Regions from separate parts of the Mus musculus genome. Here regions 2, 3, 4, 5, 6 and 7 are each linked to region 1. The links are chromatin contacts, called in public promoter capture Hi-C and targeted proximity ligation maps. All regions are on one chromosome and are shown on one strand. The core of a region is the stretch at or near the end of the contact, and the rest is flanking DNA. Distances in the headings are between cores, read along the strand shown.

Evidence for each region. Promoter capture Hi-C pulls out the DNA fragments that hold promoters and counts their contacts.
Region 2: a contact with region 1 is called in a targeted proximity ligation map of pancreatic cancer cells. A contact is called at or near these places in 1 of 39 promoter capture datasets (hippocampal neurons) and 1 of 130 datasets of targeted methods (pancreatic cancer cells).
Region 3: a contact with region 1 is called in a promoter capture Hi-C map of embryonic stem cells, with 5 times the contacts expected there. A contact is called at or near these places in 20 of 39 promoter capture datasets (the 3T3-L1 cell line, 3T3-L1-derived adipocytes, the C10 cell line and 14 more), 24 of 484 Hi-C or Micro-C datasets (B cells, the Ba/F3 cell line, adipose-derived mesenchymal stem cells and 13 more), 12 of 130 datasets of targeted methods (the NIH/3T3 cell line, craniofacial prominence, embryonic basal ganglia and 7 more) and 2 of 9 other capture datasets (embryonic stem cells and macrophages).
Region 4: a targeted proximity ligation map of pancreatic cancer cells shows a contact between it and region 1. A contact is called at or near these places in 12 of 39 promoter capture datasets (the 3T3-L1 cell line, the SN4741 cell line, cranial neural crest and 8 more), 3 of 484 Hi-C or Micro-C datasets (B cells, bone marrow-derived macrophages and cerebellum), 7 of 130 datasets of targeted methods (the NIH/3T3 cell line, T-cell acute lymphoblastic leukemia, bone marrow-derived macrophages and 3 more) and 1 of 9 other capture datasets (liver).
Region 5: a contact with region 1 is called in a targeted proximity ligation map of pancreatic cancer cells. A contact is called at or near these places in 1 of 39 promoter capture datasets (pre-B cells) and 1 of 130 datasets of targeted methods (pancreatic cancer cells).
Region 6: a targeted proximity ligation map of the NIH/3T3 cell line shows a contact between it and region 1, with 9 read pairs. A contact is called at or near these places in 13 of 39 promoter capture datasets (the 3T3-L1 cell line, the C10 cell line, the HPC-7 cell line and 9 more), 14 of 484 Hi-C or Micro-C datasets (the 63-12 cell line, the HL-1 cell line, cerebellum and 7 more), 9 of 130 datasets of targeted methods (the NIH/3T3 cell line, embryonic basal ganglia, fetal liver and 5 more) and 4 of 9 other capture datasets (adipose tissue, embryonic stem cells, liver and 1 more).
Region 7: a targeted proximity ligation map of bone marrow-derived macrophages shows a contact between it and region 1, with 4 times the contacts expected there. A contact is called at or near these places in 6 of 39 promoter capture datasets (the 3T3-L1 cell line, the C10 cell line, HPC-7-derived erythroid cells and 2 more), 5 of 484 Hi-C or Micro-C datasets (cortical neurons, embryonic stem cells, nephron progenitors and 2 more), 13 of 130 datasets of targeted methods (the NIH/3T3 cell line, the SCID.adh cell line, SST interneurons and 9 more) and 4 of 9 other capture datasets (adipose tissue, liver, macrophages and 1 more).

Annotation. Positions count from the first base shown.
Region 1 is chr19:4,496,635-4,500,165 of GRCm38.p6, reverse strand. It overlaps 2010003K11Rik (RIKEN cDNA 2010003K11 gene), which reads left to right and starts at 1,583. Exons shown (of 2, transcript NM_027237.2): 1 at 1,583-1,922; 2 at 2,552-3,378. The coding sequence starts at 1,647. The coding sequence ends at 2,650.
Region 2 is chr19:4,036,402-4,039,932 of GRCm38.p6, reverse strand. Gstp1 (glutathione S-transferase, pi 1) reads left to right here and starts at 2,021. Exons shown (of 7, transcript NM_013541.1): 1 at 2,021-2,070; 2 at 2,313-2,348; 3 at 2,537-2,643; 4 at 2,742-2,829; 5 at 3,142-3,245. The coding sequence starts at 2,070.
Region 3 is chr19:4,960,295-4,963,825 of GRCm38.p6, reverse strand. It overlaps Mrpl11 (mitochondrial ribosomal protein L11), which reads right to left and starts at 1,520. Exons shown (of 5, transcript NM_025553.4): 1 at 1,311-1,520; 2 at 852-947; 3 at 407-500; 4 at 161-320. The coding sequence starts at 1,433.
Region 4 is chr19:4,941,247-4,944,777 of GRCm38.p6, reverse strand. It overlaps Peli3 (pellino 3), which reads left to right and starts at 1,686. Exons shown (of 7, transcript NM_172835.3): 1 at 1,686-1,840; 2 at 2,866-3,018. The coding sequence starts at 2,867.
Region 5 is chr19:4,057,697-4,061,227 of GRCm38.p6, reverse strand. Gstp3 (glutathione S-transferase pi 3) reads left to right here and starts at 1,781. Exons shown (of 7, transcript NM_144869.3): 1 at 1,781-1,804; 2 at 1,934-1,969; 3 at 2,387-2,493; 4 at 2,612-2,699; 5 at 3,039-3,142; 6 at 3,233-3,340; 7 at 3,510-3,531. The coding sequence starts at 1,804.
Region 6 is chr19:4,904,636-4,908,166 of GRCm38.p6, reverse strand. Bbs1 (Bardet-Biedl syndrome 1 (human)) reads left to right here and starts at 1,540. Exons shown (of 17, transcript NM_001033128.3): 1 at 1,540-1,611; 2 at 1,949-2,025; 3 at 2,148-2,182. The coding sequence starts at 1,565. It overlaps Dpp3 (dipeptidylpeptidase 3), which reads left to right. Exons shown (of 18, transcript NM_133803.2): 18 at 370-938. The coding sequence ends at 545.
Region 7 is chr19:4,875,924-4,879,454 of GRCm38.p6, reverse strand. Actn3 (actinin alpha 3) reads left to right here and starts at 1,546. Exons shown (of 21, transcript NM_013456.2): 1 at 1,546-1,744. The coding sequence starts at 1,601. It overlaps Zdhhc24 (zinc finger, DHHC domain containing 24), which reads right to left and starts at 787. Exons shown (of 3, transcript NM_027476.3): 1 at 426-787. The coding sequence starts at 706.

The sequences.
Region 1 (3,531 bases), core at 334-2,833:
AGGGCAAAGCTAAGGCTGGAGAAATTTAGTTCTCCTGACCCTGGCACTGTCCTGTTTTCTCTCTCTCTCTCTCTCTCTCTCTCTCTCTCTCTCTCTCTCTCTCTCTCTCTCTCTCTCTCTCACACACACACACACACACACACACACACACACACTCTCACACACAGAACCTGCCAGGCTGAGGATGTAGCAGAGTTGGCACAGTGCTTGCCTAGCGTGCACAAGCATCAGTGTTCCATCCCCAGCACTGTCTACACAAGGCATGGTGACCCATACTTGTAATCCAAGAATTCAGGAGGTGGAGGAGGGCAGAGATCAGGAATTCGAGATCATCCTCTGCCACATAGCGAGGCCCATCTGGGCAACATAAGACCCTGTCTAAGACAAAAGTCTGGCACTGAGATAATATTTACTATAGGTCATTTTTTTCTTTGTGTCTCTGTATGGTGTGTGAAGGGATTATGTGTGTGTGTGTACACTCGCACACATGTGTGTAATCTAGAAGTTGACACTAAGTGTCTTCCTCTGTCATTCTCTACCTTTAATTTTTTTCCTCTTAGTTTTTGAGAGAGGAACTAGCTGTGTAGACCAGGCTGGCCGAAACTCACAGAAATTCCCCTGGCATGAGCACTGAATGAGCCACCTTGCCTGGCCTCACCTTTTTACATTTTCAAATTACATTTATTTGTGTGTGTGTGTGTGTGTGTGTGTGTGTGTGTGTGTGTGTATTGTGTGTTCTTGAGAGCCACAGCGCATGTGTGGTGGAGAGAGGAAAGCCTGTGGCAGCCAGTTCTCTCCACCAGGTGAATCCCAAGGATCAAACTCAGGTTGTCAGGCTTGTCAGCAAGTGCCTGTACCCACTCGACCACTCCTTCCCCTTAGTTTTTGAGACAGTGTGTCCCACTGGGTCAGGAGTTCACCAATGCAGCTCAGACAGGGACTGCAAGTCCCAGAGAGTTTCCTGTCTCTCCCAGGTCTGGGATGACAGATGCATATCCACCTTTCCACAGGGGTACCAGGGAACCCAACCCAGATCCTGTGCAGCAAGCACTTTATGAGTGAGCCGTCCCCCCAGCCCCTGCAGGTCACGATTTTGGATGTGTGCCGCTGACCTCCAGAGCACTTTTCACCTTGTAAAACTGAAGGTCTGGAGCCATGAAAACAAGTACCGTCCACTGTCCAGCCCCTGCCTTACCCGATTTCACCCTGGTAGTTACGGTTTTGACTGTTGTAGAATGAAGCTATTCTGTTCTCTGTCCTGTTGTAGAAGTAATCTTTGCTTAATGTCAATGAGATGAGTGGTACGGCCAGCCAAGGCCAAGGCCAGAGGAGGCCGGCAAGGTCTCCAGGGTGGTGTGGTCAGAGAAGGCTGTCTGGAGGGAGGAGGGAAGACAATAGGAACCAGCCTAGCATTCAGAAGGATCCCGAGCTGGAAGCCAGCCTGCGCTGTATAGTCCCACAGGGTGAGAAGTCAATGGAGAGAATGACTCAGAGATATTTGGCCTCTGTGGCCTGCCCTTTGGTTTATGACAGCCACCTCAGCAGCACTGACCTTTGTCTACAGGTGATCTCCCATCATATGAGTGAAGGCACCAGGCCATCTCACAAAGCTAGTGGCTTACCGACCAGTGCTAGCTTCTAGGATCATGGGGACCAGCCTGCGTAGCCAGTCCTTTAGAGAACCCCGGCCCTCCTATGGGAGGCTCCATGAGTCCCAGGGGAGGTCTCTGGATGGCCGACTCCACAGAGCACTGAGCCTCAGACTGGGCCGTGAGAAGTCCAGGTCGCAGGTCCCCGATGGCACGGAAGGGCTGGAGGTCTCTGTCCAGGAGCGGCTGCCAGGGACCCTGGGAGACAAAGAACAGCTGATCCAAGGCCAGAGAGGAGGAGGCAGCCGGCGGTGGCTGAGACAGTACCAGCAGGTGTGGCTTCAAACTGAATTATCACTTTCATGGGGAAGGGTGGGGACTCCGGGCAGCAAAGGGTTAAGAGCACAGCTGACCTGAGGAAAGCCAAGCAAAATACCCAGGAATTGAATGCATTTGACTAAAAGCAGTTGTGATTCCCCTCACCCCTGTGGGCACTGGGGATTCACTGAAGGTTGGAGGAGGGTGGGCAAATGGGGTCTGGGTGGAATATGGTCAGAGCTGTTTCTGTTTTGAGATGGGGTCTCGATAAGTAGCCCAGAGTGGCCTGGAACTCTTGATCCTACTCAGTGTTCTGAGTGCTGGGAGTGCAGGCATATATTACCACACAAGGCTCTGAGAGCTGTATTAAGATGATTAATGTAATACTATGTTGCAAGGGTGACTAGAGCAGGAGGCAGGCAGATTGGCCAATGCAACTTCTGGCAAATTACCGTCTGTACCTCTCACACAGGATGAAGAGTAGATTTGCCCCACCCCTCCTGGCCCTTCGTCCCAGGGGGAAGGGTCTCCCCTCCCCCCAGGAGTTTAGCTTCTCTTTCATGGCTCTACCCCCACCTGGTGGCTGTGAGTGGAACACCACTTGAAGCCACTGCTATGATGTTTCTCCTACTTTGGTCTTCCAGCATGTGAAAAGAAGGTGGAGGAGTTTTGTCGCCAGCTTCCCCAGTGTGACCCTGAGTCAACCAGCCTCCCCAGAGACCTTGTTGGACACCAACAACTAAAGCTGCTGTGACTGTCCCTCACTCCACCGGCTCTGCTCCTGTGTCTTTTCATCTGCCCCTGCATGGCTTTTCTGGACTCTGAACTGCTCCAGCTTTTGAACTTTGTCTTGTGACCCAAGGAGGCCTCTGCCACCAGATCATTCAAAGCCCCCATGTGGCTGCTCTTCTTGGTTCTGGCACCTATCTCTTAGCAAAGATCTCCATAGGCCTGAAGAGGAAATACCTGGCTCTCTACCTTTTGGGTTTAAAGACTCCCTGGACTGGCATTTATGAAGGTCTTAGGGACCTACACAGAAATGAGAGTAGCAACTGTGACCCCTTGGCCCCACAAAGACCAGCCACCCACTTCCAGGTCAGAGTTCAGTGAAGCCAAAGAAAGGCTGAGAACTTCCTGAATATCACCTGCTCCCAGGGCCAAGCTCCACATGGCTTTCTGGGCAGCTGCCAGTGACTGGCCAAGGCTTGGGCCTCCCTCATAGACTGTGAGCCTTCACAGGCTAGGACCATGTCTGGACTGTCCTGGGGGGGTTGCTATATGCCTGAGAAGCCCAAACATGCATATGGCTGCCTTTGGACTTCATGATATCCCGATGAAGAAAGCAGGGAAGTCTTCTCTCCCTGTGTGACAGAGGGAAACTGAGGTCAGGAGTGGAGAAGAGACCTTCCTCCTACACATACACACTGCCTAACACTGGGGTTGAACCCATTAATAAAGCCACTGACCTGAAGGAAAGTCTTTGTCTAGTGACTAATGCACAGGCTCTGGGCCTCTCCCAGGTTCAGAGTCCACGGCCTCACTCCGAAGGGCAATGCAGTGATGGGCTCCTTGTTTTCTCAGAGCTCAGAAACCTGGTAGGGCTACTAAAGGCACACAAGAGGTC
Region 2 (3,531 bases), core at 772-3,271, 460 kb after region 1:
AGTGGTGCATGCCTTTAATCTCAGTACTTGGGAGGCAGAGGCAGGCGGATTTCTGAGTTCGAGGCCAGCCTGGTCTACAAAGTGAGTTCCAGGCCAGCCAAGGCTACACAGAGAAACCCTGCCTCTACCCCCACCCCCACCCCAACTCTCTCATACACACACACACATATATATATGAATGAGCTGGGCAGTGGTGGCGCACACATTTAATCCCAGCACTTGTGAGGCAGAGGCAGGTGGATTTCTGAGTTGGAGGCTAGCCTGATCTTCAGAGTGTAGGAGTGTACAGAGTTCCAGGACAGCCAGATCTATACAGAGAAACCTTGTCTTAAAAACCAGGGACAAAAAAGGAAAGAAAGGAAGGAAGGAAGGAAGAACGGAAGAAAGAAAGGAAGGAAGGAAGAAAGAAAAGTGAACCAACATGTAATGAAGGGGGCCCCATGTTGATTTGCCAGTCAGTCCCAGGAATACTCAACACCTGGCTGCAGGCCAGAGCTAATTCCCTGGCTTTGGATGGGCTAAGGAACTGTGACCCGAGGCTGGCCTGGTGGAGGGTCACAAACTGTACAGAGGGCCTCTGCTTACCTTGCTGGTGATACGTGAGTTTTGTTGCCCCCTACACATACAAGCCAAGGTGAGTTAACAAGAGTTCTCAGAGTAAGTAAGACACCGAGGAGAAGATAAAATCTTATCTAAACAGAAATCTAACTTTTAGTGGATTTTGTTTGCTTCTTCTTTTTTTTTTTTTTTTTTTGTCTTGTTCTTACTAGCCCTGAGAGTTAAAATTAGAAGGATTATCGGGCTGAAGAGATGCCCAGCAGTTAAGAGCACTGACTGTTCTTCCACATGTCCTGAGTTCAATTCCCAGCAACCACATGGTGGTCCATAACCATCAGTGATGGGATCTGATGCCCTCTTCTGGTGTGTCTGAAGACAGCTACAGTGTACTCACAAACATAAAATAAATCTTTAAAAAAGATGTCACTAGGGGTGATTCTTTTAAACCAACTGAAAAATCATTCAGTTTTATGTAATGAAAGTTTTACACAATACAGAGATGTCATAACAGAATAAAGACTCCAGATTCAGTAAATGTGCACCTATGTTATGTGGGGCTTGGATTGGCCTGTTTAAAGGTGGAGAATCATACAGATGAATTTTTTTTCTTCACCTTATTTTTTTGAGACAGGGTCTCTTACTCAACCTGGAGCCTACCTGTTCATCTAGACGGGTCAGCTAACAAAACTCAAGATTTGTCCCTATTCTCACAGAGCTGGGGTTCCTTTTTTTTTTTTTCTCCTAAGACAAAAATCTCATGTGTAGCCTTGGCTGTCCTGAGATTCACTCTGTAGACCAGGCTGGCCTCAAACTCACAGAGATCTGCCTGCCTCTCTTCTGAGTGCTGAGATTAAAGATGAGAGCCTCCGCCACCACCTGGACTAGAGTCGGGATTCTGTATGCGTGCTGCACCCTTTTTATGTAGGTGCTGAGGTGAGAAGAAGGTGCTCGAACTTGTGTAGTACGTACTTTACCTGCTGCACCATCTCTCCAACCCTGTTAGTCTCGTTTATTTTTATCATTTATTTGGTGTTTGTGTCGAGTGTGAGGAGTTAGGATAACAATTTTCTGATTACTCCTGGCGAAGGTCAAATGATCAAATGAAGCTCTTTGGGAGGAGAAAGAAGTTGGTGAGTTAAGGATGGCCACTAGTGGAATCTACTACAGAGGTTGGTAGATGGGGACAGGCAAAAGGCTGACAGAGTTGCACATGCTGCAGAAAGCTGTCCAGCTCCAGTACAAAGTGGAAGGGAGCTGGACACACCCTTCTCGGAGCAGGACCAAAAAATGAACCCAGCACCGCTGCAGACTCGGGTCCCACAAGCGAGTGTCCCCGGCAGGAGGCGGGAGCTGCAGAGCTCCGCTACCGGCTTCTCTCTCCAACGTGTTGAGTCAGCATCCGGGGCGGAGCGCGATGCCCCTTATAAGGCTGGCGGCCCGGTGGCCTACGCGTGCGTCCTCACTCTGAGTACCCCTCTGTCTACGCAGCACTGAATCCGCACCCAGCAGGCAGTGAGTCCGCTCCGCACAGCTTCCCAGGACAACCAGCTTGCAGCTGTCGGGGCCTGGGCTCGCTCACGACTGGCGCTCTTTGCACCGGGCAGCTTGCAACAGGAGCCTGGGGCGTGGGGTGGGGGATGGGGAGGCGTTTCAAACCAGAGAAGGGACCCGGGAGATGGGGTGGGAAAGTGTACCACTCTGAAACCTAATCATTACCCCTTTTCTACCTAACATTCTTCTCTTGTCCACCCCAGTGCCACCATACACCATTGTCTACTTCCCAGTTCGAGGTAAGACCAAATGACTGCAGGAAGGGGAGGTCTGGGGTAGGGGTTGCAGCCCACCATTCCTATCCTCCATGAAGAAATTCCAGTTCATTTTTTATTCTCCTTCTGGTTGCAAGTGGTCCTTGTACTTGAAATTGCTTTGAGGCTGGGCCTGAATGCTGTCCCCAAATCCTTACCCTGACTCCATACAGGGCGGTGTGAGGCCATGCGAATGCTGCTGGCTGACCAGGGCCAGAGCTGGAAGGAGGAGGTGGTTACCATAGATACCTGGATGCAAGGCTTGCTCAAGCCCACTTGTGTGAGTGACACCCGTAGTGGAGGGGGCAGAGGTAGGGCCTTAGGAGGGCTGTGACTGGGAGGCAGCAGCATCACCAAGGTTCTTGTTCCTCCCTCCAGCTGTATGGGCAGCTCCCCAAGTTTGAGGATGGAGACCTCACCCTTTACCAATCTAATGCCATCTTGAGACACCTTGGCCGCTCTTTGGGTAAGTCCTGAACCCAGGTGGTCCAGCTGGTGGGCAGGGTGGTGGGGGGGGTATCAGTTATTGTTTCAGGGGGTATCTGCCCAGCTGGCCACTCCCTTTTTAGTTTTGAGTTGACAGAGCAAAACAGGGACACACAGAGATTATTCTTGTTCAGGCTGCATCTGTGGTCTGCCTGCCATGGCTTCCTGTTGCCTTTCATGAGCTCGGGTCTCACATGACTGCCCATATCCCCTCCCCCAAGACCTCGACCTACCAACAGCCACATGCCTGAGGAAATCAGGGATCAGTCATGCTGTCTCTCTCAACCCGTAGGGCTTTATGGGAAAAACCAGAGGGAGGCCGCCCAGATGGATATGGTGAATGATGGGGTGGAGGACCTTCGCGGCAAATATGTCACCCTCATCTACACCAACTATGTGAGCCTAGATCCCGGGGAGTGGGGGTTGGGAGCGATGGGCAAAGGAGCTTTGTGTATTTTTGCCTCCCTAGTTTCCTTTCCTGTATCAGAGCCCGAAGCAGGGTAGGGCAGTCTGGGGCACTGTAAAGAGGGCCAATAGACAGCTTCAGGAGAGGTCAGCGGGTGCAGATAGGAAGAGTGTGTGTGCCCTCACGTGTGTGGGTGTGTGCATAGGGGCAGAACATGAAGAGACAGAGCTGGGGCAGAAGGCCAGGTCCTAAAGCCCTTGGACCAGCTGGCTTGGA
Region 3 (3,531 bases), core at 271-2,770, 460 kb before region 1:
TAGACATGTATGAAAATGTCACAATGAAGCTTAATATGCATAACTAACATAGGCTATAAATTAAGAAGAACAAATAAAGCCCAACCACCTCACTGTAATGGGCCTTCTCAGCTTTCCTCCCAAATGAAGAACTTACTTGGATTCCTCTCAAGATACTCACTCCTTCACCACTCGAATGCCCAGGGAACGGGCAGAGCCAATGATGGAACGGACCACAGAAGACAGGGGCACATCTTGCATGGCAAAAGCATCATCCTTAGCTTTGACACAGGCAATCTCATATACGTGCTTCAAACTCACCAGGCCTGCCACCTCTTTCCCTGGGAAGAAGGAGCAAAGAATTCTTCAAGTGCCACTACATTTCTCTGGATACATCAGACTCTCAGGTGCCCACTCTAGTCCTTACCTGTATGCCGGGCCCCCTTCTCGATCCCAGCAGCTGCCTTCAAAAAGTAAGAAACAGTGGGCTGCCCAATCTTGAGCTCAAATGTCCTGTCGGGCTTAACAGACAAAGATACATGAGAATTTCTTGGTTTTCTATCCAGTCCAAGACATTTCTAATGTCCCTTTCCTTCTCCCACCAACTTGCACACCACAAAAGACAGAAAAACAAATCTACAGCACACATCCCTGCCATTTTTATTCCTAGCCCAAATCTCCTCTGGAAGCCCCAGTGAGATGAGAGGTAAGAACCACAATATGGCAGGATCAAGCCAGTTCAGAGAAATTATGGTCTAGGCTTCTGTTTAAATGATAAGTGGAAGGTAGCAACCAAGTTAAGAGTCAGAGAAGCAACCAGAGTGACTAGTTTCAAGGGCCAAGGAAATATATGGGAGAATGGGTCTCTCTACCTTTATAAAAATTTTTGTAGGCAGGGGAATGCCTTCTTTGATGTCCTTTGTCTTCTCGTTGAACTCTTTGCAGAACTGGTTGATAGAGACACCTCGCTATAAGGAACGCATACACAAAGTTAAGTATGGGAGCTGAAGGCTTTCTACCAACCAGGAGCCCCTGTCCTTTCATCTTTGTGTGTGTGGGGGGGGGGGGCGGGGGTATGGGTGTGTGTTGTTATATTTCTTCTACTCTGGTTCTATAGCTTTGGGTGCCAGGCAATTCGTCCACAAGGTACCACTTAATCAGCAACTAGCCAACTTGGGGGTCAGAGGTGCTGAGGTCAAAAGAGGCTCCGTAAGTAATACAAGGACATAAGGCCTGAAGGTGTGAATAGTGGAGACAACGTTTATAAAGGAGACTTCCCCGGCTCCAGCGCACTCTCCCACGTCTCCCAGGCCGGGTTCCGCACACCGCACCTGACCCAAGATGGGACCTAGTGGAGGCCCAGGAATAGCTTGGCCTGCTCGCACGATGGACCGGATCACGCCGCCGGCCTCGGGCTTCTTGAGGGTCCGAGTGGCCCGGCTTAGCTTGGACATGATGTAGGATTTTAATCTTAGCTCGCCTCGGAGAAGCAAAGAACTACGCTCTGGGCGCGGCCATTTTGGGTCAGAGGTGAAGGGCCCTCGTGTTCGGCTAGGGTAAATGAGACCAAAAAAGAGCAGTCTTGTTTCAGGCATACAGCTCTCCAACTAAAGACCAATTACGGAATTTAAGAATTAATTGAACTTTGCGCTCTGAAGGCAGGACGAGAACCTATATGGTTTCAGTACACACAATCCCTCAGCGGTGCGCACAGGCATCACCTTAGACAGCCAAACAGGAGTTCGGGACTTTGAGTCTCCGCACAGCATTGTGGGTATGTAGTTCAGCGCCTTATCCTGCGCCTGCTGTTGGCCGTGTTCTGGGTTGCCATCTGCTGGACACAGTGATATCTTAGCGTTTGATATGGAGCAAGTTATGCAAAATCCCTTGAGTCTTTTGTTTCCTCATGTGGTTTTTCATGGAAGGCAATATGATTATAGACGGGAAATGAAATGGCAGACTGCTGCTCTTGCTGGCTATGAACCTGATTCATAGCTAGACAAAGAGTTAGAGCTAGGATTAGGCTACTGTTTCTGTTACCTATGAAAATCTTTGACACCGCGAATATTATAGGTACCTTTCAGAATTGTTGTGACAGCTCAGTAACACACGTTGAACCAAGAAGGCATTTACCGCTATTTATACAAAGGGAAAAGCTCTTCCCCGCGCTTTTGAAATGCTAAGTTTGTGAATTCTCATCCCAGTCAAACCTGATTTTCCACTAGCTTATTAGGCATACTTTATTGCTTCCCCGTCTTTCATTTTTTCATTGGAAGATGACTTTTTGTGTCTCAGAACTCCGCATCCCGCTCTATTCTGTCCAGGATTCCTGATTATTACTTGCGTTTTAGGGAATGGTATTTGAGCCAGGTGGTGTTTGAAGCCTTTATTATCCCTCCCTAGAGCAATCTTGTGTATCTAGGCACTTTAGGGTAGTAGCAATGGCCTTGGTAGGACTCTTTGACTCACAGACTCTTCCTGACCACACGTGGCTGCAAAGCTCCAATAACTGTAGGTTGAATGCTCCATTATTTTCTCCAACAGTTCAGGATATAAAGTTCTCTGATCCAGTCTCCAGACTGAGACTACTTCGAAGGAACTATCCACTAACTCACTGTTTGCGATCCTTCAGATTCGAGGGGAATTCTCCAGTTTCTTTTTTCTTTTTTTTTTCCTTTTCTTTTCCTTTTTAAAAAATAATTCCTCTCCAGACAACCAGGCAGCCTATTATGTAGCATACCACTTCAAATTCTATCATCTTCCTCTAAACCGCCTCTCACAAACCTCCATTTTTTTCTTTCCTCTACCATTTCCTTGTGTGTGCAATGTACGTTTTTGCGTGTGTGTGGGTGAATGTGTGTGTGGATTTGCACATGTGTACACACACGAGAAGGGCCGAGGCTGATGTTAAGATCCTCTTCCATTGCCCTTCTGAGGTGGGGTCTCTTACTCAAACTAAGAGCTTGCCAGTGGTTCATCTTGTTAACCAGCTTGCTCTGGAGTTCTTATGCTGGCCTGGAACTACAGGGATGTCACCATGCCCAGATGGCATTTACCTGGGTTTCTTAAGACCCAGCCTCTGGCCCTGACTCTTTTTCAGGAAACACTTTAATCACTGAACCATCTCCTAACCCCATCCCACCACTGTTTTTGAAAATGTTTGTAGACTTGAACTTCCCTACAACCTGCTGGCAAAGAAAGTCAGGTCCTTTGTGTAAGGATCTAAAGGCCTCATTTTTATCTCCATCTTCTGTGCCCAGTGAAATCCCTGAGCCAGTGCTGTGGTGGTGGTGGGAGCAGTATGTCGCCCTAAGAGACACCCCTGCCACAGGAGCTAACTGCTTGGTAGAAAGGGGTCTCAGCAGCTTCAAGCTCCTGAAACGTCCCTTGCATCCTCCCTGCATAACTCTGTAAGCTGGGGCAAGGACAACTGACATGCTGGGGCTCTCTGTGGTGCTATACCAAAATAGAGAATCCATCCCATCAGAGGATCTCTGTGAAAGAAAGAAGGTAGACCCCATATTGAATGACTTTCTTCTTCTTCTTTTCCTT
Region 4 (3,531 bases), core at 437-2,936, 440 kb before region 1:
AGCTCTGAGGTTACCAGTTAGTTCATATTGTTGTTCCTCCTATAGGGCTGCAAACCCTTTCAGCTCCTTGGGTACCTCATCTAGCTCCTTCATTGGGGACCCTGTGCTCTGTCTAATGGATGACTGTGAGCATCTACTTCTGTATTAGCCAGGCACTGGCAGAACCTCTCAGGAAACAGCTATATATCAGACTCCTATCAGCAAGCTCTTCTTGGCATCTGCAATAGTGTCTGGGTTTGGTAGTTGCACAACTGAGTCCATCTCTAGTTCATGGCAGCTTTCAAAGTCAGGAGTTCATCAGGTTTGGCGGCCCTTGCTTTTAACTCCAGCTTTTTGGAGGCTAGTCTGATGATGTACATGGTGAGCTCCAGGCCATTCAGGGGTATACAGTGAGACTCTCAAAACTAACAAACAAGCAAACAAAGTAAGGGGACTAGAGATGGCTCAGTGGCTAAGTGCAATGGCTGCTTGCTCTTTCAGAGAGCCTGGGTTTTTATTATTATTATTATTATTATTATTATTATTATTATTATTAGACAGGGTTTCTCTGTATAGTCCTGGCTGTCCTGTAACTCACTCTGTAGACCAGGCTGGCCTTGAACTCAGAAATCCGCCTGCCTCTGCCTCCCAAGTGCTGGGATTAAAGGCTTGCGCCACCACTGCCCAGCTCTGGGTTTGATACTTAGCACTGGCATGGTGGCTCACAACTGTTTGTAACTCCAGTCCCAGAGAATTCGAGTTTCTGGCCTCTGTTGGCACCAGGTAGGCATACAAGTGGTGCACAACCATACACGGAAGCAAAATACTCATATACATGAAAATAGATTTAATATAAAAAAAATAATGAGTCGTTCAAGGGCTGGAGATGTTGGTAAGTGGTAAAGTGTTTATCAAGGTGTATGAAGCCATGGGCCAGATCCTCTCTTGGTTCCTTTGTAGCAAGCCATTTCTGTAAATCTGTTTTGTGGCATCGGGGACAGGGGTGACAGGCCACAATTATCGTACCCGCCTTCCAAGGATTACAGGACTTAATTTGCCCAAATTCAACCCAGAGAGCCTGGTACTGACAGAAGAAAGCCTGTGGCCCTGAGGGACCGAGCACCCCAAAGTGGGCTTTCCTTTGAGGCTTTGCAAAGGATAGAAGCATGCTGTTGGGAGGGGAGGTCAGTGATTCATGTCTCTGGACACCAAGGAGGCCAGAGCTCACTGATTGTTGCACAGAGAGAAAGTGGTCGCGCTGAACTGAAAGACAGATCTGCACTCGAGACAACCGCAGTGGCTTTCCTCAGCCTCCACGGGTGATGCACCTTCCTCCGCCTCTTCTAGTAGTTTCCTTCCCTCTGTTTGCTCTGGGCTTCTCTGTAATTCCGAGATTTCCCCATAAAGGAGGCGGGGTCTTGGAGCAGCGGGTGGGCAGTCGCTAGTCTTAGGTTGGGAAAAGGAGCCTCTAGATTACTGTGTGAAAGGAGGCTCCGGTCTCGGGGAGAACCTAGAAGACCCCAGAATGAGGGTGAGGTGTCCGGAGCCTGGAATAAGAGAGGGGTCTTGTAGACAACCTCTTTGGCTTCCCAGACTACAGCCAGGCTTAAGCCGCAGGAGGCGGAGCCTCGGGGTAAGGTGGGGCCTCTAGGGGCGGAGCCGGGGCGGGGCGTGGGGCAAGGGGTGGGGCGTGGAGGTTTGTGTGCACATCCCTCCCTCCTCCGGGCCTCGGGTGTCCCCGTGACGAGGCTGCACCGAGCAGCCGCGGGCCGGGCCCATCCCGCCGCGGCAGTCCCGGGGCGCAGTAGAGGTGAGGCGGGTGGGGGCCAGCAGCACACAGAGAGCCCCAGAACGCCGCCAGGTGAGGCTGGCGAGGTGGGGGGCGGGGGGCTGTGTTGGGCGTGCGTTGGGGGCGTGTTTGAGTATCTGGGGGTGGCGGGGTTAAGAGAGCGGGTCTGAGGGCTGGCGCCTGTGGCTGTTAGCGCGGAGGCGCGTCTCTGCCGTAGGAGTTCTTGGGTATGCTGTGCCAGTCTAGGCACTGCCCGCGGGACTGACAGCGTGCGCGCGCGTATTTGTGAGGGGCCGCCTGGTGTGTATCTGCGTATGCTGTCATTGTGCCCTTCCCGAGCACGGGGTGCAGGCCTGCCTCTGCGCAGACCTTCCAACGTTGGGGCTGTTAACAGCCTGCGGGCGACTGACTCTGCTGCAGGAGGTGCCCGACTGGGGAGCGCCGCCCCCACAGGCCTCCAGAGACCTAAGCGGCCTGAGGACCACAGACAGACACCTGAGGGAGGGAGGGATCTGGAGGCCTGCCTGCATTGCCAGGCTAAGATAGGGAGACTGAGTCAGGTGGGTGGTAAGACAAAGGCAGACAGATAGAGGAAGGATAGAAGTAGGGACCGGAGTGGGGCGAGAACAGGCAGAAAAGGACGTGCTGGGAGGACAGAGAGTCATTGAGAACAGACAGACTGACAGAGGCCTAGACCTGCTGCAAAAAGGGCAATAAGATTAGAATGAAGACAGACACCCAAGAACCTGACAGAGAGCTTAACTGAGGTCTTGGGGTTAAGAGCTTAAGCCAGGAATTAAGTCTGAGTCTAGAGGTCTCTTAAGTCCTGGCTGCCCCTCTGCCAAACACATTCCATCCAAAGTTGGTATATTGCTCTAACCGACCAAACACTCTGACTCTGATTTTGCCATTTGTTTCTTGGTCTTGTCTCACCAGTCTCCCTCCTTGGTATCCCAGCAACCTCACCATTTGGGGGAAAGGAAGTAGTTATAATAACAAGTGTTGACGGACCATTCTTGCCTTGTGTCTAGCCAGAGCCTGAGAGGAGCTGGGGTGGGAAGTTGCAAGGTTCTTTTCTCTTCTCCCACTGTGCTCAGAATGGTGCTGGAAGGAAACCCTGACGTGGGATCCCCCCGGACCTCAGACCTCCAGCACCCGGGGAGCCAGGGCTCTTGCATCCTGTCTTGTCCTGGTGAAGAAGCACTGGCAGGCGAGGAGCCCATCAAGTATGGTGAACTCATCGTTCTGGGGTGAGCCTCCCTAGTCCAGGAGTGATGTGCTTGGGTAACTGTCCCTCAGGTCAGCCAAGATAACAGTGTGCACCGGCTGCTCTCCCAGGACTCTCTGCTTCTTGCCACTTTCCCAGAAGAAGAGCAAAAGTGATCAAACCCATTTCTGTTGTTTTGTTTTGGAGACAGGGTTTCTCATAGCCTTGGCCTGGAACTTGATGAGTAGACCAGGGTAGCCTTGAACTCGGAGATCCACCTGTCTCTGCCTCCCAAGTACTGGGATTAGAGGTATACACCACAACCAGCAGCCGGAGGCAATTCTTAAAGCTGCTCACCACAGTTTGTAATCAGCTAAGAAAAAGAATAGCAAAAAAAGAGTCTGTAAAGCACCTACTGTGTGTAAGTGTGGGATAAAGAATTCTGATTCTGCACAAAAGGTTCCAATTCTACTTCAGCAAGTTGTCAAACTTTCCTGTGCTTTTGTGTCCTTTTTTTTTTTTTTTTTTTTTTTTTTTTTTTTTTTTTGGTTTTTCG
Region 5 (3,531 bases), core at 532-3,031, 440 kb after region 1:
CAAAAAGGTATCAAAGGGGGAAAATGGATTTAAAAAGTGAGGTTCCCAGCCTGGCAGTACTGGCACACTCCTTAAATCCCAGCACTCAGGAGACAGAGACAGGTGGCATTCTATGGTTTTGAAGCTGGCCTGCTCTACAGAGCAAGTTCCAGGTCAACCAGGGCTACACAGAGAACAGAGAAGCACAGTGTCGATGATAGATAGATAGATAGATAGATAGATAGATAGATAGATAGATAGATAGATAGACAGATGCATAGATGATAGATAGAAGACAGACAGACAGACATGAGGTTCCCAGGGAACTAACCAGACCAAACAAGTTTAAATCCTGTTTACTAGCTGAGTGACCTTGGGCATGCCACGTCAATTCTTTGTTTCAATTTCTCTACAAACAAGGAACAGTGCTAGCCTTGAGGACTGGTACATGTAAGGCTTAACTCTTTGCTAAGAGTTTTCTGTTATAGCATCACCAAGAGAGGAGGGGATAGTTCATTAGTTAAAATCCCTTTATTTAAAAAAAAAGGGGGGGCTGGAGGGATGGCTCAGTGGTTGGGAGCATTGGCTGCTGTTTTGGAGGTCTTGAGTTCAGGTCCCGGCGACTGCATGGTAGCTCACGGCCATCTGTGGTGGGATTGGATGCCCTCTTCTGGTGTGTCTGAGGACAGCTGCAGTGTGCTTGCATGTGATAAATAAATAAATATTTAAAAAAAATTTTAGGGCTGGTGAGATGGCTCAGCGAGTAAGAGCACTGACTGCTCTCCCAAAGGTCCTGAGTTCAAATCCCAGCAACCACATGGTAGCTCACAACCACCCATAGTGAGATCTGATGCCATCTTCTGGTGTGTCTAAATACAGCTGCAGTGTACTCATTTATAATAATAAATAAATCTTTAAAAAAATTTTTTTTAAATCCCTTTATTCTTTTCTTGAAAAGACAGGCTCTTGCTATATAGCTCTGGCTGGCTTGGTTGCTATATAGCTCTGGCTGGCTTGGTGATCTTGGTTGTAGACCAGTCTGGCCTTGAATTCGAAAGGGCTGCCTCTCTTTGTACTTTTTTTTTTTTTTTTCGAGACAGAGTTTCTTTGTATAGCCCTGGCTGTCCTGGAACTCACTTTGTAGACCAGGCTGGCCTCGAACTCAGAAATCTGCCTGCCTCTGCCTCCCAAGTGCTGGGATTAAAGGCGTGCCGCCCGACCTTCCTTTGTACTTTGAGTGCTGCAATTAAAGGTGTGTGCCATCACTCCAGGTGACACTGCCATTATTATGGTTATTGTTATTATTTATTTTTTGTCATTTATAAACATGGTTTCTCTTTGGAGCCCTGGCTGTCCTGGAACTCTGTCGACCAGACGGACTGGGCTGAACTCAGAGATCCTCTTGCTTCTGCCTCCTCCCAAGTGCTGGGATTAACCACGGCTCCTCTACATTGCCTTATTTTTACAAGGAGCACTTATTATTATACCATGTACTGTTGGTAGAGGCCTACCTGCATATAAGGCACTGTCCAAACCCCTGAGCACACAAGAAACCGAGTGGTTTGGGCGTGTTAAGTGGGAGGCTTATCATGTGACCATGTGTGCCTCTTGCAAAACTCCAGTAGCATATTGCACCACAGATAGAAAGGTGAGTCTGCCCTCCCCCACCACGTCTGCCAGGAAGCTGGTACACTGAACACCAGGACTTGGTCTGTTTCTGGGGCAGTGTGGGATGTCTGAGGAGGTGGAGTCTTCCTGTCAATATAAGGCCCCGATCACTTCCTCTCTTCCTGCTGAGCTTGCACCACACTGTATCCGCCCAACAGTAAGGAGAAACCTGGAGGCAAGGGCGGGGGCAATTATACCCCCACCTCACCCCTGCTACTAACCGCTCCTTGGCCCTGCAGCCCAGGCAAGGTCCTCCTTCATCGTGCTTTTTGTCTATCTCTCCTAGTGCCACCTTACACCATCGTCTATTTCCCTTCCCGAGGTGTGGCCTCAGCACTTTCAAGACGAAGGGCACAAACAATAGTCTTCTGGGTCATTCCTGGGAATCCCCAACAGTGGTGTAGGAAGGGCGTGACCAAGACTGTATTGGGGCCGGGCCGGGACAGAGACCTGGGGCAGGACTACAGTTGTGGTTGGTGGGGCCAGGACTGCCCTCTTAGCCTCCGTAGATAGCTGCACTGTCTGTCACTTTTCCTTCCTTCCCTGTGCCATGGTGGGGCTGGGTCTTCGCATTCCAAGATAATGTTAGGACATGGCCTCTATCACCACATATCTCCCCTCCCTATGAGGCTCCCAAGCTAGTGTAGTCCTCTTGTCAGCTTTCCACTCTCCCAAACTCTCCCAGGATGCTCTGAGAGTAGATCTCTTCGCTGTGTCCTCATCCTGCACCCCCATACAGGGCGCTGTGAGGTTATGCGCATGCTTCTAGCTGACCAGGGCCAGAGCTGGAAGGAGGAGGTGGTGACCTTGGATGTTTGGGAGCAAGGCACATTCAAGGCTTCCTGTGTGAGTAATTGTCTCCCTCTCCCCCTTGGGGATTCGGTTGGGGCGCAGCCTTAGGGTGCTGTGTCTAGGATTGGGGGCAGCCAGGTTCAGCACCCCTTACAGAGGGATCTTCTCCCAGTTGTTTGGACAGATCCCCAAGTTCCAGGATGGAGAGCTCACCCTGTACCAATCCAATACTATCCTACGGCACCTGGGCCGCTCCTTCGGTGAGTCCAGAAGCCAAGCCCTGAGAGACACCTGAGATGTTCCTCAAAATGTCCTGGGGCTTTGAATTGCCTCACCTGCAGCCACCAATGTCCCACCTGGGTCACCCTAGAGGATCATGCAGGGCCCAGGTTCCAGAAGGCTACTGGTGTGCTGCTGGGCGGTCGCTGTCTGTACAGCCAGGGCTGTGAGTTTCCAACTTGTATCATTTTTCTAATGACATCCCAGAGGTAGGCAGGGAAGACCTCCAATTAAGGTTAGAGAGTAGACCCAGGCTGAGACTGAGTGGACATGTAGGGACAAGTACAGAACCTGAGCCTGCTGCCTGCCCGCTGACCCAGGGCTCTATGGCAAAGACCAACAAGAGGCAGCACTGGTGGACATGGTGAACGATGGACTGGAAGACCTATTCAGACGCATTGCCCGGCAGTATCGCCATATCCTGGTATGTAGGAGCCACAGGCTAGTGACCAAGCGTGGTGGGCAGGAAAGGGAGATCACTTCGGTCACTCTGGCTGCACATTTCTGACCACAGAAGGAGGGCAAGGACCAGTATCAGAAGGAGCTTCCGGGACACCTGAAGCCATTTGAAACTCTCCTGGCCCAGAACAGGGGTGGCCAGTCCTTCATTGTTGGTGACCAGGTGAGCATTGGGTAGGCCTTTCCCCACCCACTCATTGCCAGATCCTTTCTCAGAGGGGTAAACTGAGGCCAGATGCAGAGGCAGAAGCAGGGAGCATCCAGTGCTTTGCTCTGTGGCGCTTCTCCCAGTCCTGCCTCAGCTCCAGCCCTGTCACTCCCCCGTCCTGTAGATCTCTTTCGCGGACTACCGCC
Region 6 (3,531 bases), core at 291-2,790, 410 kb before region 1:
AGAGTGCTTTTATCAGTCATTTTTATTAGTGATTGTTGGGGTTATGTTGGCTTTGTTGAGACCAGGATTTCCTAGGCTAGCCTTAAAATTAATAATCCTTTTCCCCCAGTTCCTTGAGTGCTGGGATTATGGTGTGTGCTACCATGCCAGACATGATTTAAATCTTGACTTGAGGGAAGGATGAGGTCAAGTGGCAATTCATTTAAGTCTAAGTCTCCCCCCATGTAATTCTGCCTTCCTGGCAGGGTTATTCTGATGTAGGTAATTAGATAACTATCCTGAACATTGACAGTTTGTGCCGGAGCTCGCTCAGAACTCGCCGCCCCTAACTACATCTTTCTGTGCTGCTGTTTTCTCTCCATCCCCCAGGCTCAGAAGTACAACTTGTGGAGTATGAGGCCTCAGCCGCTGGTCTCATCCGCTCCTTCTGTGAGCGGTTTCCCGAGGATGGGCCCGAGTTGGAGGAGGTTCTTATCCAGCTGGCTGCAGCAGATGCCCGATTCTGGAGGAACCAGGCCCAGGAGGCCCCACCTGGCCAGGCTTGAGAAGATCTGTGTGGTCTCTCCCCTCTTTGTCAAACCAGGGCTGTCAGTAGCTCTGAGTTGTGTGTGATTAGGAGTCAGGGGAGGGAGGGGCAGGAGCTTGGACTTTGGTGCTACCTCAGCTGAGGGTGGTGATGCGAACCCCTTCCATTTGTCAGCACTTTGCAGTTTACCGTATGTCCTCAGTTTCTGGATCTGCACTGCCATCTATGGCCGGAGCTCAACAGGGTGCCTAGTCCGGTTTTCCACATGGGAAGGTGGCAATTCTGAGAAGTGACTGTTCTAGACCCGGCAGGTGGCATGTGACAGAGCCAGGGCTCAAAGCATTCTCACCAAATCCAGCGCTCTTCGTGTATTACTTTTATAGCCAGAAAAATAAATATGACGACCACCATCTCTGCAGTGTATGTTTCTTTCTCTTCCAGTTCAAAGCCAGGGGAGGGCACACTACATCACTTTAGGCTTCCAATCCACAATAAGATTTTGAATATCATTTCCAAAGGAATGCACAAACTCACAACGTGTTCCGGAGCTCTTCTTTGTGACATATTTCTTAAGATTTGTGTGTTCGTGTGCATTTTCTTCATGGGTGTGGTGGTGGTAGCAGAGACCAGAAGACCCCATCAGATGCCCTGGAACTACGGTTACAGAATTGTGAGCTGCCATGTGGGTGCTGAGCAGTCCAGGGTCCTCTGCAAGAGCAGCAAGCACTCTTGTACTTTCAAATGTTTCCGGAGCCAAAGAACCGTAACACACTAACATGAGATCCTCACCCATTAATTTGTTTCTCAGTCTAGTCTTAATCCCTAAAAAGCGCTCCTCCCCAGGCCTCAAAGCCCAGGCCCCTGTCTTTAATGCAGAAACCATAAGTCAACATTGCATAGGACAAGGAAACCAGTGCTTATTTGGTCCCAGCCGGGACAATTTTACCCCGGAACCTTTGTTCCTGTGCTTTCGGATGCCCGGATTCTATTGGGTGTTGCGCGATGGCTGAGCTGGTTGCCAAGGCGACGCCTGGGAAAATGGCTGCGGCGTCTTCATCGGATTCTGACAGCGGGCGAGCTGAGAGGTTAAGTCCCGGATCCTCACCGCTTCCTTTCCCTCAGATGAATAGATGGTGCTTGGTAGCGGGTTCTGGGCTCTTGCTTTCGAGCAGCGGTGGAAGTTCTGGGAGGGCCCTTTAGAAATCAGAAGAAAGCTGATGGCCAAGAAGTATCTGTATGTGATTGGCTGGTCACTCCGGGCGCCAATTGAGCTCAGATCTAGACTTGGTATTATCCTTTCGATGTTCGTGCTCTGTTTCAGGCGTCATCTCGCTTAGAGATTTTATTTATTTATTTATTTATTTATTTATTTATTTATTTCGTCATGGGGCTCACTTTCCAACTATCTTTTTTCCCTCTCAGCAACGAAGCCAATTCTAAATGGCTGGACGCACACTACGACCCCATGGCCAACATCCACACCTTCTCCTCCTGCCTGTGTGAGTCTCTAGACATATCTAGGGACACCCAGATTCTAGGAGGATGGGAGGAACAGGGAACGGTTTCATGGAGAAATCTTTGAGATTCTGAGACTCCTTTTCGACCCTTTTGTGTTTTCTAGCACTGGCAGATTTGCATGGCGATGGGGAGTACAAGGTAGGCAATCAGAAAGTTGAGTGGTGTGTGTGTGTGTGTGTGTGTGTGACACTCAGAAGTGAGATTTGCAAAGAGGCTCAACATACTCTGGAACTCATCAGTACTAAAAAGGCACACTTCGTTGCAACTTCTTTCTTTTAACGATGTATTTTTATTTTGTGTGCGTTGGTGCTTTGCTTGTGTGTGTGCTTGTGTAAGGTTTCAGATCCCTTGCAACAGGATTTACAGACAGTTGAGAGCTGCCGTGTAGGTGCTGGAGTTTGAACCAGGATCCTCTGGAAGGACAGCCAGTGATCTTCACTGCTGAGCCATCTCTCTAACCCCAGAATTTCTTAGTAATTTGGAAAGTGAACATTAATTTTATAACATGATCTGCAGAGGTTAAACAGCAAGATGTTGTGGATTTATAGTACCAAGACATACGATTTTCTCTCTCTCTCTCTCTTTTTTTTGTCTTTGTTTGTTTGTTTTTCAAGACAGGGTTTCTCTGTGTAGCCCTGGCTATCCTGGAACTCACTCTGTAGACCAGGCTGGCCTCAAACTCAGAAATCTGCCTACCTCTGCTTCCCAAGTGCTGGGATTAAAGGCATGCCTCACCACTGCCCTGCTGACATATGATTTTCTAAAAAATAATTTGAGGGCCAGGAGTGGTAGTGCCTGCCTCTAATCACAGCACTTGGGCAATAGAAACAGGGCGATCCATGAGTTTGAGGGTGACCTGTGAAGTCCAAGGCCAGCCAGGTCTGCTTAGTGAAACTGCATCAAAAACAAAAAAACAAAAGCGAACTAACAAACAGAGCAATCTGCATCCCAAAACACAGCATCAAAATGAATTTATCTAGTGTTGGAAGGATGCATGCAGTGTGGAGGTCCGGTGACAACCTTTGAGAGTCGGTTCTCTCCTGTCATGTAGGTCCCAGCAACTGAGGTTAGGTCATCAGACATGGTGGTGCGCACCTTTACCCACTGCAGGTCCCAGTTCTTTATGTCTAATCATTATTGCTTAACTTTTCAGTTTATAATACAAAATAATAGGCTTTAAATAGGAAATGATTCACAAACCTTTTCTTTTCTTTTTTTTTTTTTTTAGTCAAAGTTTTTCTCTGTAGTAGTCTTGGCTGTTCTGAAACTCAATACATAGTCCAGGCCCCAGGATGGCCTCCAACTCACAGAAATTCTCCCTGCCTCTGCCTCCCATGTGCTGGAATTAAAGGCTTGCCCAGTTCCTGTGTGTCATCTTTGAGTAGAGACCATGTTAATAATCTTCTCTATATCATTCACGATTTAGTATATGTGCTGCCGAGGTGAATATGATTCTTTGGTGTAAGGGAAACTATCTTGACTGGGAA
Region 7 (3,531 bases), core at 297-2,796, 380 kb before region 1:
ACCCCGGCATGCGCGCCTGGGACCGGACACACATCACACATACAGACACAAATAATAAAGATAACTTCTCGCCTCTTTTACCCTGCTCTGTTTTTTGTTTCTGTATCATTCTTGAGCATCTAGTTTACGCAATTTGCTTTTTTTTTATTGGCTTATTATTATCTTTATTATCTGCACCTTCCGCCACTGAAATCAACTCCAGGAGGTCGGGCATCTGTTTTCACTTGAGTCCTAGGAACAGTGGCTGCTCAATATCTGAATGAATAAGTAGCGGGTGCCAGGCTCTAAAGGAGTTCTATGGCTCTAACAACCCGGATGCTAACGTCATCTGGTTACTGACACCTCAAGTTCTGGGTCCTTTCTTGGTACCAGCGACCACCAGACCCCCTGCTTCTGCCCGCCGACTCCCGGAGCCCAACACTCACGCCCAGCCCTGTCCCAGGCCGCGGCCAGCCAGCATCACCCCCCGAATGCTGGGATCCGAGCGGAGGAAGAGCACCACGTTGCCCAGCAGATTGAGCAGCTGATAAGCAGCTAGCGCCAGTTGCAAGGCCCGGGCCAGTGGTCCCAGCGGGGGTGGCCCAGGCCCCAGCACCATCACGTAGGCCAGCTCCAGGACCACGACGGCGGCCCACAGCGCGGTGAGTACCAGTGGCATCCGCGCGGGCGCTCCTTCTGCGCCCCGAGCTGCCCAGGACTCCCCCATGGTCGGACCCACCGGCTTTCCGATCGCTGGGATCCCACTGCTTCCGCATTGGGGAGGGCCTAGCAGCGAACTGACGTCTCCTGCAACCAATAGGAGCTCCGCAGGGGGTGCGTTGCGCGCGCCAGACTTATAGGGAGGGGCCACAGATACGGAGAAGTGATTGGCTAACTGACCAGATGTTCGAAAATCTGATTGGTGATGCTGCCCAGGTGTCAAAAAGAAGCAGTCCGCCCAGCGTACTGCAGTAGCCGCCCCTGGTGTGGCTTGCTGCCACTCCATGAGGATTGAGTTGCAGCCCCCGGGGCGTCGGGGTTTCCCGGCTCAGCACATTCTCCCTACACTCCTCTACAGCCGCCCCGGTATTAATAGACCTGGCTGGCCCTATCATCTGGCCCTGAGCCTTTCCCCATGCTCGGGTGTCTCCATCACCCTAGAAAACTCCCCAAACAACTTGTTGACTTGCTGTTACAGACTGTGAAATAGAAATAGGGGTCTGTTTCTCGAGCGCAATGCTTAGGAGGGACAGACTCAGGTCCAAGGGGCAGCCTTTAGGATGCCTACAGCCACCACTTGGAATCCACTTAATAGATGAGGAAACAAAGTCCATGGCTGTCCCAAGATCACACAGCAAGTTAACCACAGAGCTAAAATGCGAACCCACTATCTAGGCCAGTAGTCATCCCAGCATCCCCCGCGATTCCGCAATCTTTGACTCCAGCACAATCTCTTCTCTGGTCCAGTTCCCAACCTCCCTCGCCCCCTATCTGGCCCCACCCACGTACCCCATATTTAGTACGAACCCGATCTGGGGGCTGGACCGGGCCCTACTTAACCCGGCCTGAGTGTGCAGGAGCTCGCCCAGTGAAGCAGAGCGGAGCCAAGAGCCTGAGCAAGATGATGATGGTTATGCAGCCCGAGGGTCTGGGGGCCGGGGAGGGGCCCTTCTCTGGCGGTGGGGGCGGCGAGTACATGGAACAGGAGGAGGACTGGGACCGCGACTTGCTGTTGGACCCGGCCTGGGAGAAACAGCAGCGGAAAGTGAGTGCTCACCCATTTCCCAAAGGCAAAAACTGAGGCTGGGAGGCCAGGCAGTTCTTCTCGGGCATCTGGGCAGTTCAAGGTCAGAGCCTGGCTGTAATCTAGAGTGCAGCTCCCCAAACCAGGCTCTGCCCACCAGCTATATGCTGTCCTCAAAGATCAGAAGAGTTCTCATAGGGATTTAGGATATCAAGGACACCGTGGAGTCCCTCAGTGACTCCCCAATAACTTTAAGCCCACTGCCCCTCTTGTGTTGGTGAAAGTGGATTTTGGACAAGGTCCAAGAGACCCAACTCATTCTTGGATGGGAGGTGAGGGGTTCTCAGAAAGTTATGTTCCTTTAGTCTCCAGTTAAGTATCCCTAGACCCCATCCTGAGGAGAACATGCCAGACACACAACCAGTGGATTTGGGGTGTAGGAGAGAACAGCTGTCTCATATTCTTTCCCATCCTCTACTCTGTCTTCTGCTATGGGTGGATCCCTCTACTGGCTTGACAATGGAGGAAATTGAGGCCCAGAAAAGGGCACAGATAGGCAGGCAGCCTGTTGTGTACTGAGGAAGAAAAGAATGCCCCCATCTGAGGGTCTTTGTTCCTTGCCTCACCCCACTCTTTCCCAAGATTCCCCTCCCTGTCTAGAAGCCCTGAGTCTGCTGAAAAGGCCAGAAGGTCAGGAGGAGGGGAGCCCCGGCTCCCCTTACCAGTAACCTAACCCAGGCTCCCACATGGACACTTGTGCTGAGGCAGCGCCTTTGTGGGAGCTCAAGAGGGCCATGAGGGCAGCCATTGCCCAGGCTCAGCCTTGCAGGGCACTGCCCCCTCCTTCCCTGGATCATTTCACCCCTGGCTACCAAGAGGAGGGAGCAGGACACCTGGGTTCCCTGAAGAGAAAATGATTCCATCCGAACTGAGGAATTTTTGGGGTTCTGAAGGCCAGGCTTAGGGTGAGCACCATGAAGCCATGGAACCTGCCTTTTGCCAATTGTGCGTGCTTTTAGGAAAGTAGAGGGCATTGCAGACCTGAGAACCCCAGAATTTACAAGCAGATCGTTTCCGCTGTGTTAGATGACAGGAGCTGACTGCGGGGGGGGGGGGGGGGGGTGAGAAGCCTGAGCTGAATGGAATGAGGCCTGGGATGATCCACCCTCCCCCCCAGCCCCCTCCCCCTCCCCCTGCACCTGTCTCCAAGCATGGCTGTGGTCCCTGAGTTCCTGCAATCCCCGGGTGATGTCATCCCTGCCCCTGGCTCCAGCTGCCCTTTGCTCCTCAACAGCCCTCCCCCTCTCCCTCCCCCTCCCAGATCACAGTCTGTGTGTTCCCACCACAACAGCTGGCAGTCTCTTTCTTGCCTTTGTCATCTAAAGTATCAGAACCATCCTTTCATTCCAATTTCTAGCCACCCATGTCCATCAACGATCTCCACCACCAACCCAAGTCCACCATTAATCCATCAACAGAACGGGGCAGATGCTCTGAAAACCAGTTAGCATGCCCTGTGTGTGGGTGGACATGTGCGTTTTCTTCCCTCGGTCCGCTTTGTTTATCTCAAAGCTGTAACATCCTGTGGTACAGCAGGTACCACCCTGCCCCATCCATCCCTGCTCCTGCATTCATCTTCACTTACCAGTGACTCCAATATCTATGGTTCCCAGCTTCGGAACATTCTGTTCTCCCCTGATACCAGAGTCCACTGTGGTTGACAGTATTAAAAAAAATTGGTTCATAAACATTTCTAGGCATTTTTAAAAGGTCTCACGTAACCCAAGATGGTCTTGAATTCTGATCCC